2 separate regions of the Gossypium hirsutum genome follow, and region 1 is linked to region 2. The links are chromatin contacts, called in public Hi-C maps. All regions are on one chromosome and are shown on one strand. The core of a region is the stretch at or near the end of the contact, and the rest is flanking DNA. Distances in the headings are between cores, read along the strand shown.

Region 1 (6,659 bases), core at 997-3,496, 560 kb after region 2:
AAAAATAGCACAAAAAAAAGAACTAAAATGAGATGATTAAGAAACTTAAGGATAAAAATGCAAGTTATGTAAATTAAAGGATAAAATATAAATAAGGAATTAAAAATGTTGAAAATTAAATAAAAAGATTAAATCGACACCATAATAAAATTTTAGGGGATAGAATAATAAAAAAGTAAATAAAAAGGCAGAATTAAATAAATGAAGGATTAGATTGAAATTTAAATAGAACTTAAAGCATAAATTGCAAAATAAATAAGAAAAAGGGAAGTAAAGGACTAAATTTAAAATATAACAAGATTTAGTGCCTAAATTATAAGGAAACATAATATAAAGGATTAAATTAAAATAAGATAGGAAACTTTAGGGGGTCAAATGGCAATTATCCATATCATATTGACACGTGTCACTCCCCAAGGGGTTCACAGTGGGTCAGGGGACTAAATTGCATAGGAATTTAAATTATGGGACGAAAATTAAAACAAATAAAAATGAATAGGACTAAATTAAAAAGATGAAAAAAACGAAAGGACCAAAGTTGCAAATATCCCCTCCCCTCAAAAACAGGCGAATCCTAGGGGAAAATGGGTCAGTTTTCGGGTTGAGTTCCAAATCGACGTCGTTTTGGGGTTTCTGAAGCCAGGCCAAAGCGACGTCGTTTTGATATGCATATGTAAGTAAAAAAATTAAAAAAAAACATTTTAGCCTTATTTTCAAAAAAAAAATATTCCTTCTTCCCTCTTTTTTCTTTTGGCTCTCCCTAAGTCTGACCACAAGGCCGTCGGCGCTTCGCCATGGCCACCGATTATCAGCGACGACGATCGTCGCCTCCTGTGGCTAAAAATTAAAAAAAAGAGGTCTTTTTTATCCTTTAAATGCGTAAAACGCGAATATAGGGTTAAAGCCCCCAAAATCTCAGCCAAAATCTAACCCAAAGCGGAGAAACCTTTCAGTTTCTCCCTTTTTCAACGGGTCCTTCGACGAATCCCAAGGGATTCGAAGCCCTCTCAAGTCGGAAAAGAGGACCCTCACGACGGAGGCGAGGCAAAACAAGTAAAAAATGTGTTTCCTTCTTTTTTTTTTATATTTGCTTCAAAAATAGAAATAAATAAATAAAAGAGCTACCTTTTTAAAAGTCTGTTCTTTTTTTTGTATTCGATTTTTTTTTCGTGTTACAAAGATCGATTTTTATAATTGAAATAATATTACAATATATTTTTTTTGATTGCTTGTTTCTGCTTCTTTTCCTTTTTTGTGTTTCTTGCATGGGTGGTGGAAGTCAACGGAGTTGCTGTTGTCATTTGGTGCAAGGGGGAAGGTTTCGGGTGCCGCGTCCGCTGACATGTTGGGGAGCAGCGCGGCAGGGGGCTAGGGCAACTAGGGTTTCTGCTGAATGATTAGGATTTTGGGCCATTAGGCCACTCTTTGTATTTGGGCTTGTAATAATTTTTTGGGCTCTCGAGCATTGTAAATGAATTGTTATTTTTTTGTTGTTGGGCCCGGGTAAAATTGGGCTCTTACATAGTTGTTTAGATGGATTTGAATATGTTCAGATTCATTTTAGTTGTAAAATATTTTTATACTTTTTATTAATTTTTATATTTAAAATTTTTAAAATGTTTTTATATATTTTTAAATTTTAAAATAATAATATAAATAACTTGATAATTTTTTAAACGATTTCAAATATATAAAATTACTAAAAACAAGTTTAAAATGAATTTAGATAAATAGTTACTCATATCAAATACATTAAGACAATAATTTGTCTAAGTTCATTCTTAATGTGAAGGATATATATTAATATTAATATTTTTAATTATTATATAAGAGATTATCACATGTTATCGTCTAATTGACTATTAATATCACATTATCATAAATTAACAGTGTTATTGTTACAAATCAAACCATGTGATGAAATAGGCTACAAGTAAATAAAAAAAAAGATACCTTAAATGGATAAATTCACAATGAAAATATATATTACCCGAATAATATACTTTTAATAATTGTTTTGTTTTATTGATTGAGTTTTAACTCGATTGACATGTGTATTATTAAATATGAGTTCAAATGCATTGAAACGCATTATTCTACTACTTATAAGTTGGGAGAGGGTAATGACTAATTCTGTTAAAAGGAAAAGATAGAATTTTAGAATAATATTTTTCTTTATTGTTCAACAAATATTAATGATATGATGATTAAAGATGTTTATTATTTTAAGCGACTTAAGTTGGAGTTGTAATTTGGTTGTTTGGGATTTGCTGTTATTGTAATAAAAAAAAAAAAAGGCATTTTTCGTTTCATTAGAACCCACAAAAGCGGACGACTGCTTTTTACCAAGCGACTGCGAATTCAGACATCGTTATTTACTACAACAACAACTCCGGCAAGAAAAACGAAGAAACAAACCAGACGAAGAAAAAAAGAAACCAAAAATGGATTCCCAAACTCAATCAGTGGACCAACAACAACAGGAAGAAGAAAATGAACAAAGACCCTTACTCCCAGAAAATGCAGAAGAAGAAGGTGGACCCACTTCTCTACAACCGTCCAAGAAACGACGCCGTTATAAGGGCGACCGCCACATCAAAGTAGATGGTCGTGATCGGCGGATCAGGATACCTTTAACCTGCTGTTCCGGTCTATTCCGCTTGACCCGGGAAATGGGTCACCGAACCAACGGCGAAACCATTCAATGGCTCCTTCAACAAACCCGGCCCGACTTAGTCCCGCCCGACCCCGTCACCCATCCGACTCTATTATTCGCTTCTGCCCCTGCCTACATGGAAAAGGGTCGAGTGAGGGCTACGGTGGTTCAAGCTTCCACTGTTTTCTTTGACACTCCCGCCACACTAGGTACCCCATTTGACTCAATAATCTTATTTGTTAGGGTTGTGGTGGGAAATTTGTTTAAATCTAGCTGGGCCCTTCCCCCTTTCTTATTTGAAACTGTCCCTACCCATATCATGGTGAGCTCAGTTTTCTTTTCTTTTTTATTTATTTATAATTGAAAGTGTTGTTATTATTTTTAATGAGTAGATAAAGCAGAGAGGCTAATTGCTGGCTCAGCTGCATATGGTTCACAGTTAGTTGTTTTCCCAGAAGCCTTTGTTGGTGGATATCCAAGGGGCTTTCCTTTTGAGTCTCCAAATGAAGATAATCAGGAGCTTCCCAAGTATCATGCTTCTGCCATTGAGGTCCCAGGTCCCAGCTCTTCACCTTTCAAACAGATTTATAGGATCCATATGTGTATATGAAAGTAATTAATACCAGATTAATTTACCTGCAGACATTGTTGTCCAAGAATGAAAAGAATTGAACTTTCTAGTTTAAACATGAGTTGGAAGTTTAGCAGATTCTAACAATTGATGCACTTGTTAGTTAATCTATCTAAGGATGATGCTGCAATCGTTTCTTGTTTCTATGATCTATTATGTTGTATGCAGAACTTGAGATGCCCTATTCGTCTTGTTTGTGATTTCGTATTGGTTATTTTTATGTACACAGGTCCTGAAGTTGATAGACTTGCGAAAATTTCATGTAGATATAAAGTTCATTTAGTAATGGGAGTAGTGGAGAAAGACGGATTCTATCTCTTTAGCACGATTCTGTTTTTTGATCCTGTAGGACGGTATCTCGGAAAACATCGGAAGCTAATGCGAAGTGCATCGGAATGTGTAGTATGGTGTTCTGGAGAGAAATCATCATTGCCATTATATCGGACAGCCATTGGGAAAGTTGGTGGCCTCCTTTATTTGGACAATAGGATCCCATCTTTGAGAACTGAATTGTATGCTAAAGGTAGAATTTATTGTTTGTTGCCAGTTGAGGAATCCTTGATAAATTATGTTTTGTTCATGGCTTTCTACTAGATTCACCCTGCAAATCCAATATAGACAAACAGCATTTCTTTGTGCACATCGTTGAACAATGATCTAGGCATTGCTGTTATTGGATATTTCTTTCTCTGACTAGAGCTTGCCATTTTTCCATTACAAACATCAAAATCTTTTCTTTTTCCTTTTTTTAAATTTAGTCCACCGTATTCACAGGTATTCAAATGTATTGTGCACCAACTGCTGATGCCAGGGAAGAATGGCGAGCATCCATGATTCACATTGCCATAGAGGGCAGGTGCTTTGTTTTATCTGCCAACCAGTTCTGTCGCAGGAAAGACTACTCTCTGCCACTCAAATGCATAGACGGAGATTCAAACAGTGACCTACTGGACACAATAGTATGCAGTGGGGGCAGTGTTATTGTTTCACCCTCAGGGACCATTTTGGCAGGACCTAATTACCAAGGAGAGTCCCTTATATCAGCTGATCTAGGTAAGGTTCCTATTAATATTTATCTCCATGACCGGATAACATTTTTCAACATTGATCATCTATGAAGATACTTTAACCTCACTTAGTAGACACATTCTCTTACTCTTCTAGATCTTGAAGAGATAACTCGAGCAAAGCTAGAATTTGGTGAAGTAGGGCTTGGTATGGGACCAGATTCTGTTGGTTGGTCTGCAAACAAACCCAACCTTGTTCTTTATCAAACTGCTGTGAAGACAGAAGCTTTCGTTGATTTGTCTTAGATCTAGAACTGAGTTCATATCTTTCTAACAGCAAAATAGTTAGTTTAGACTTTCATAATTGCTGATCTTAAAAGGATCTTCTGAAAAATGCAGTGGATAGTTCATTGTCAGCCTCCCATGTTACAAAACACCAAGGTAAGTTATCAACATTCTGTATGCTTTTGTATAGTTCGATAAATGCATGGAATGAAGTTTTTATTTACTGAAATATAAAGTGGTAGCCATAAATGCCGTCAATGGTCATTGAAATGAGACCTATCCATTCAATCCTTTTGTGAAAATTGAACGTCGATAATGACAATAAATTACAAAGAAAGAGAGAAAGTAGAACACACAGGAAAACCATGTGCAGAGCATAAGAAAATTCACTACATCGAATTCGAATGATACAAGAGGAGTATAGAATATGTCTATTAGAAGTAATGCAGTAAGCTTAAAACACCTTATTCTAATCAAATACCAAAAAGAGGAAGTAAACTTTTATATGGATTTCACTTGTGTAGCTTGTACCGTACCGTTGGGGTTTTTGGCCCCCGCACCTTCGGTTGTGACCCCAGTCCAATATTTTATTTATTGGGGATCTGCGATGAGCTGCGACCTTCAACCCTCACCCTTTGCCCTTGCAGAATCCCCTATCTTGCCACTTGTATTTTATTTTAACAGGAATTTAAGTCATACAACTCTATCACTTTTTATTGCCATTTCTGTTTTCCTCTCGATTTGTGAGTGTAAAAAATGTGTGCCGATGAGACTTCCTCTATTGATCCTAAGTATGATCCCAACAGAATCTCTTTTACCTTTTCTTTTTTCTGCATAACTCGCTAAAAGGTCTGTAATTCATACAGAGATCCCTGGTCTCCATTGCCTCATTATTCAAATACTTCAAAATTACAAGGGCGGTATAGAAGAAGATTTTGAACACTTAAAGCATTTTTTACATTTCAATTATACCGCAAGACTTTGCACAAGATAAAACTGGTTCAATTAGCATAGATTCCTTTTAAGTAAAAAGGAACCAAAAAAAAAAAAAAAAGGCTCTACAAAAGATGCTGGATCATATCAATGGTCCAATTACTGGTACATAACATGTTGACCAGCGATCATTGCAATTTGAGCACCTCTAGAGGAATCATCACACAAAGCAGTAACCAACGAAAAAAAGAAACTCGTTTCTATCCAAATCCTGAATCTTCTTGCTGTCAAATCTAACAAGCTCGATCTGGAACTACTTCCACTTGCCCAGAGTTCACTTTTGCAAGGTCAGAAGGGAACTAGAGAATGGTGAACAAAGCATATACTCAACAAAATTGTATTTCACCATCTTGATTTCCTAGCATTATTGGCTTCACTCCTGCATTCTGCCAACCTCGACTTCGGAACACTACCAGGCACCAAAGGTGGCCTCTCTTGAGCTACATTGTTGATATCTCTTGAAGAACATGTTGGACTAGCATAAACCCTACCTGCCCTTGTACCAGATAAAAGGTGTTCCCTAAGACCCTTTACAGCTTTATATCCATGCATTTCATCTCCATAACCTTTTGTTTCTACTTGCTTCTCCAGTTCAGTAAATCTACTCCACTCTAAATCATTATCAACAGAATCTTGATGCCTGTCCTTCTGCATGCCCCAATCAACTCCGTCTGACATGCTCCTCTGTAGAGAAGTACTCCTCCTTGGTAATTTGCTAGAGGCAGATTTTCTACCTGTGATGTCTTCATTTATTTGAGGTTCTCTTGAATCACGAGCAGCATTAGAAGCATACGCCAACTTGTAGATTTTGTTGTTGTTGCTGCTGTTGTTGTCCATATTTAATTCTAGGAGATCACTTTCAGCCGAGTCTTCTTCACATTCAATTGCATCTTCAACTTCTCCATCCTCCTCATTTTCCTCACTAGGATGGGAACCAAAATGGACTCTGTTTAAATAGGCAGCAATCTCCTCACTGTTAGGTTCATTTAGAGAACAGTGCCCTTTCTCTTTCTCTCTTTTTGTACCTAGAAAAGTTTCGAGTTGGTTCCGCAGTTTGTCGACAGCTGCATTCTTCTCCTCAAGATGA
Region 2 (6,243 bases), core at 2,051-4,550:
CAAAATCCATTCAATACACCTTTTAGGATTCTGGCTTGACTTTTTATTGGCTTGACAAAAGAGAAATAAATCGTCAGCAAAGAATAAATACGAAAGAGGTGGACCTAGTCGAGACAGACGAATAAGAATCGATTGCCTAGAGTTGATAGTCAAGTGGATGCTATGTCTGAGCCACTCCATACACAGCAGAAAGAGATAAAGGGATAAAGGACACCCTTTGACGAACAACTCTTACGAGACAGAATTTCTAAGACAATTCCATTCCACAAGTTCTACATGGTAGAATTAGTGATAGCTAACATAATAACATGACAGAGAGTGTTAAGAATACCTTCAGCCTGGAGAGATGCGTCAATGAAATCCCATTTCACCCGATCATAAGCCTTTTCAAGATCTATCTTGATCGCCAACCATTTCCAATTCTTTTGTATGATTTTCATAGAGTGTATCACTTCTTGAACGATTATAATATTATTTGTGATATTTCTCCCAACAATAAATCCAGACTGATATTGCCTAATGATCTTCGAGAAGACCACTTTAAACTAATTTACAATTATCTTCATAACCAATTTATATAGAACTGAACTCAAGCTTATAGGCCTGAACTGTGAAATATTTTTAGGATTTTGAACTTTAGGAATAAAGACGATAAGGATGTTGTTCAATTCAAGATCAATGCACTCCATTGAAAAAACATTTTTAACCCAAGAACAGACGACATCACCGACTCGGTCCCACTGACTATGAAAGAAAAGGGCATGAAACCCATCACTACCTAGGGCCTTTAATGGGTCCATATAAAAAAAGCAATCTTTATTTCCTCATTAGAGACCGATTTATACAAGAGTTGGAAATCTCCCTCTGCAATCCGGGAAAACGAGCTAAGAGGCAAGGCTCTCATCGATTTCGGTTTCTCACCATACAAATTCTGAAAGAACCTAATCGCTTCATTTTGTAATTCTTCCTCATCAAAAATCCATTCTCCCAGCCCATTCTTCAAGGCCATGATCCAACTTTGTTTTCTCCTTTGAAGTGTACACTGATGATAAGATTTTGTATTTATGTCTCTTAGAAGAAGCCAGTCATATCTCGCCTTCTGTTTCTAAAGAAGTTCCTTATGATGAAGCACATTTTCAAAGTCCTCCTGGACATTAATTTCCAACTAAAATAAAGAATCCGATTGAGAATAACCCATACCCTTCTGAAAATTAGAGAGTTTCTGAATCATCATTTTTTTATGTGTCCCGATATGTCCACACATTTTTATTCCTCTTGAGTTGATTCATGAAGTGAGCAAAAGAATCCGAAAAATACCCATTAAAGCTCCACTTTTCCATGAAAAACTTCGAGAAATCTGGATGTTCTAACCAACCAGCTAAAAAATGAAAAGGACGACCTTTAGATAAGCGAAACGATGGTTTGAGAGAAACCAAGAGAGGTCTATGGTTAGATTTGAGTATTGGAAGATGAGTCACTGACCAATTTCGGAAAGAGTCAGTCCACTCATCATTGCCAATAGCTCCATCTAAGTGCTCAAACACACCACCTCTATGCCATGTAAAAGAAGGGCCTCTAAACCCCAAATCATGCTATTTAGTCGGTTCCATAAAATCACCAAAAAAAGGGCATATTTTCTAAATAATTTGCCCACCTCTTTTTTCTCTAGAAGAAATAAGTGCATTAAAGTCCCCTACTGCCAACCAAGGAGACTCGTTACTTGGAATAGTCATCTTGAAGCCTTCCCAAAGGTGTTTTTGTTTTCGACTATAATGACTACTATAAACGAAAAAAACAAAGGTCGATCTAGAGAATTATCAAAAACCTGTAACAAAACAATTTGAGGATGGCTCCGAAGGACTTTGACACAAATTAACTCATTCCATCTAATCCAAATACCCCTAGAAAAACCAAATGCCTCCACACAATGAGAGAATTGAAAACCGAGATTAGTGATGATCAAATCAGCTTTAACACCACTAACTCTAGTATCTAAAAGACTCACAATATCAAGCTTGTGCTCTCGATTATTCTCACAAAAATACGTGAAAATTTGCTACTGGCGCACCCTTGAAAATTCCATGAAAATATAGAAAAACACATTATTTGAAAATAATAATAATAAAAAAACCAAAGACTGACCTTTATTTCTTGGGCAAATGATTTTCTTCATGACTTTCCCATCACTATTCAACACCTCCTTACCAGTCCCATTTTCAATCTGTGAGCTGATGAGCTTGACCTATAATAAAAGACTTTTTAAGTAAGATATTTTCATTATTATCCTATTGAATTGGTGTTGGATTGATTTTTAATATTAATTTAATCAAATATTTAATACAAAATATAAATATAAATAATCAAATTTAATACGAATTTAAAATAATTAAGTGTAAGTAAATTTATTAGAATTTGAAGCCTTTTATAAATTCAATTATGAAATGTAAAACAAGTTATATACCTTGTCGAAATTTTATTCATCTATAATCTATATCCATAATATATATATATATATAAAAGCATGAGTTTGAAAAAAATCTTTGAATTGATTGAAAATACTCTTTAGTTTTCTTCATATTACTAAATTAACATTTAAAAATAATTATAATGTATAATTGAGAAATATTAATTAAAAAATTGATGCAAAATAAAAGTTGTAACAATTGCACATTTAAAAATAATTATGATTTAATAAAATTTGTGATAATCATACATAATTATAATTTAATTTATAATTATTAGTTAAAAATTATTCAAATTTTAAAATAGAATTATTACTTAATTAGAACTCGAAGTATAAAATATAAGAAAAAAAGGTGTTATTAATTAAAAATTTTGATGTAAAAAAGTTGTGCTAATTTTATTTGAAGAAAGAACTTATTATTTTGGTATAATTTTATGCATTTTAAACTTAATTAATAGTTAATTATGCTAATTAGTTATTATTTTTAATAATCTTACTTTGCATTTAGAAATGCCTTAATTATTATTTGGAAATTTCATATTATAATATTTGAATTAATAAATTAATATATTTTAATAATTAAAATAAAAATATTATTTCATGTTAATTAATATGTTAAAAATATAATATTTAAAAATAATTAAATATTAAATACATAAAATCAGCTGATTCGGGCTCAACGGTAAGTGGTCAGAGATTCAGTGGTAAGTTCTCATCCTGGCCCATTTTCCTGTTAGGTACTCGTATGGTAGCTAACTGGGTCAGCTCACTCTCCATCACTTTTTTTCAGCCCAAGAACAATCCGCTTAAGGCTTAAACAGGAAACATTTGTTACAGCTTTACAAAAGAACCGACTGAAAATAGCATATAATAAATCTATAATTATAAAAGGTTTGAGCGAAAAAGATCAGAAATGTTAGCTCGTATTGCTGCTCTAACAGAGAGACCCCGTTCTTTTATTCGCTCCTTCAAGTACAGGTATATTCCAATTCTTCATTTGATGATAATATGCAACTATATTTCTGGGTTTATAAAAAGAAACAAAAAACTCTCCCAACTGTCTTCTGTATGCATTAGCTTTATAAGATTGTTGATGCATGTGACAACAGGCTTCATTATTCTCAGTTTTTAAGCACTTACAATGTCATGAAATATGGGTACAGCCCAGTTGTTGACAGCATGAGGAATTTTTAAGTCAACCCGATAAACTTTTTTTCAATTTTCAGGAGAACTGATAGCATACCAAATTCCAGGCGTAGAGAAATGGATTTTACGGATTTGGATTCAAATGCTACGAAATGTGTAAATCTTAGGTTGTGCAGTGTCTCCGGGTATGTTATGTTTGTAAAGATTCTATTTTATTTTCTTTAGTTTTTAAAGAGGTTTCATATCGATGCTTGTTTTATTGATCTTTTTGGACATCTTTGCTCTGCAGTTGCATGACTGAGATACTTGAAATTCGTGCTGATCGTCCCTCTTTTCATGTTGTGTTTGTTCCTGGAAATCCTGGTATGTTTTAATGTCTTTGATGTACTATTTTAGTATTAGTTGAATGGGTTAATATACTATCTTGTACCTGATTTTGGCTTTAAGGTTCAATTTGATACTAATATTTTTACCAAGTAACCAATTTTGACTTCAATGTTCTATTTAGTATCCGAGAATGTTATGGTCCCAAGTAAGCATCTATAATTTTTTTACTAGATTAGACATCAAAGACTCGTTGGACCACATGATGCCATTTGGTTTAGGTACCAAATTGAACATTGAAATCAAACTCAGGTAGCAAATTAGGATGAATGAATATTTTTCTCAAGTACCCAAGTTTGACTTCAATGTTCTATTTAGTATCCGAGAATGTTTTGGTCCCAGTTAAGTATCCATATTCTTTTTACTAGATTAGACATCAAATACTCGTTGGACCACATGATGCCATTTGGTTTAGGTACCAAAGTGAGCATTGAAGCCAAACTCAGGTAGCAAATTAGGACGAATGAAAACTTAGGTACTGAATTAAATGTTGAAGCCAAACTCAGGTACCATATTGTATATTAACCCTATTTGAATTGTTAGAATTAGATCTCAATTGCATCTGATGATCTCAGGTGTTATTACCTTTTACAAGGAATTTGTGGAATCATTGTTCAAGTCCCTGGGAGGAATGGCATCTGTATCAGGTAACAGATTGAGAAGTTTCTCTTTTAATGAAAAATATTCTCTTTATTATTATTATTATTATTATTATTATTATTATTATTATTATTATTATTATTATTATTATCATCATTAGCCCTATTATTGTATTTAATAGTTTCTTGCTTTCCTACGGTTCCAAGCAGCTGTTGGCGCTTCAGGTCATACAGAAAAGGTACCTACAATGGGTTTTTTTTTTTTTTTTTTGTAATCTATGTGCATCTTTGATTTTCTAATTATTTCCTTCTTCTTTAACCTCCGTTGAAGAATTGGGAACACGGAAAGTTGTATTCCTTGCAAGAACAAATTGATCACAAGGTGACCTTCTATTTATTTATTTAGCTTTTAGCATATTGATAAATAAGAAGAATTTTAGCGAGTCTCTTTCAAAATTGCCAGTATTCTCTATTATTAATTTTAATTTCCTGAATTGTCCATGAATATGATATATTTTGATTTACCTTGTCTGTTGAGCTGTTTAAAAATTCTTAACTAATATGCTCTGAGTTGGAAGCAAGTTAGTCAGTACCATACTGGTGGGCGTACCGTTTTTGCCTTGATACTAGTTCGTACCAGTACCGACATGTTTCAGTGTATTGGTATCTTTATCCTGATTTTTAGTTTCTTAATAAATTAATTGTTATAATACATGATTTATCTCAGTTACATCCATATATGTTATATATTCATAATATATCTCAATTACATCGATATAAATATATTTATATGTAAATATAAGTTTTAAAATTATTAATTACGTTCAATAACTTAATTTATAACTATATTTTAATTTTAAATGTAATTATAGAAAAATTAAAGAAGGAACATTTAAAAAGATTGGTTTAAAATATCAAATTTTGTACCAACCGGTATGGGCCGAAATTGACCGATACAGGCTGAAACACACCGAAATATCCAAAATGCACCAAAACTTTGACTGAAACTGAACATAGACTACTTGGTAGCGGTTTAGGACCGGAACGGTACTTACTGGCCAGTATTGGTACGGTACTGACTACCATGGTTGGAAGACTGAATTTAGTGAGGATAAACTTGAGAACTGAAGTTTTATGTGTTAGTCGCTTGAAAATCAAATTAACTATTCTCCAGCATTGACGAAGCTTCTTTTTCTTGTTGAATTGGATTATTGGTTATCCTTTTTGCCTAGCCTATCTTTCTAGATGAAGATCTTTAGCTTAGAATCACGATGAAAACCATGTTTAGCTTACCAATTCATCATAAAGGATTATAACTTTGCTTTAATTTTTACTTTTGCAGATTGAGTTCATCAAAGTGCAAAATATTGAAGCCCCTTTAGTTCTTGTAAGACTAATTTCTAACTTTCTGTAGTTTCATCTTCCTGCTAGTCCTAGAAACAGTTTCTTCTTCCAAGAATATAACCTCTTGAAATGTTTTTCTTTTCCCCCGATACAAGGAGAAATATCTTTTTCATTCTTGGCATATAGTTTTCAATCTAACATTTGATAATGTTCAACATCTTTTTCAATAAGTGCCTTTTTATTTGTTTTTCTGTTAAGGACACATGTTTGATTTTCATTTCTACTAGTGAATAATATTTTGGCTTG

What was found. A called contact is a pair of places that touch in the nucleus more often than the background predicts.
Region 1: a contact with region 2 is called in a Hi-C map of leaf, with 1.7 times the contacts expected there. The contact joins the promoter of LOC107948779 here to the promoter of LOC107899423 in region 2. A contact is called at or near these places in 2 of 34 Hi-C or Micro-C datasets (both in leaf).

The regions. Positions count from the first base shown.
Region 1 is chrD04:34,227,151-34,233,809 of Gossypium_hirsutum_v2.1, forward strand. LOC107948779 (bifunctional nitrilase/nitrile hydratase NIT4B) reads left to right here and starts at 2,247. Exons shown (of 5, transcript XM_041091316.1): 1 at 2,247-2,978; 2 at 3,096-3,213; 3 at 3,637-3,810; 4 at 4,062-4,340; 5 at 4,452-4,802. The coding sequence starts at 2,445. The coding sequence ends at 4,600. LOC107948778 reads right to left here. Exons shown (of 4, transcript XM_016883421.2): 4 at 5,437-6,659. The coding sequence ends at 5,915.
Region 2 is chrD04:33,666,815-33,673,057 of Gossypium_hirsutum_v2.1, forward strand. LOC107899423 (lipid droplet-associated hydrolase) reads left to right here and starts at 3,301. Exons shown (of 13, transcript XM_041091303.1): 1 at 3,301-3,442; 2 at 3,691-3,795; 3 at 3,900-3,973; 4 at 4,570-4,641; 5 at 4,804-4,832; 6 at 4,925-4,975; 7 at 5,936-5,980. The coding sequence starts at 3,378. It overlaps LOC121216064 (a long non-coding RNA gene), which reads right to left and starts at 2,226. Exons shown (of 2, transcript XR_005912111.1): 1 at 2,143-2,226.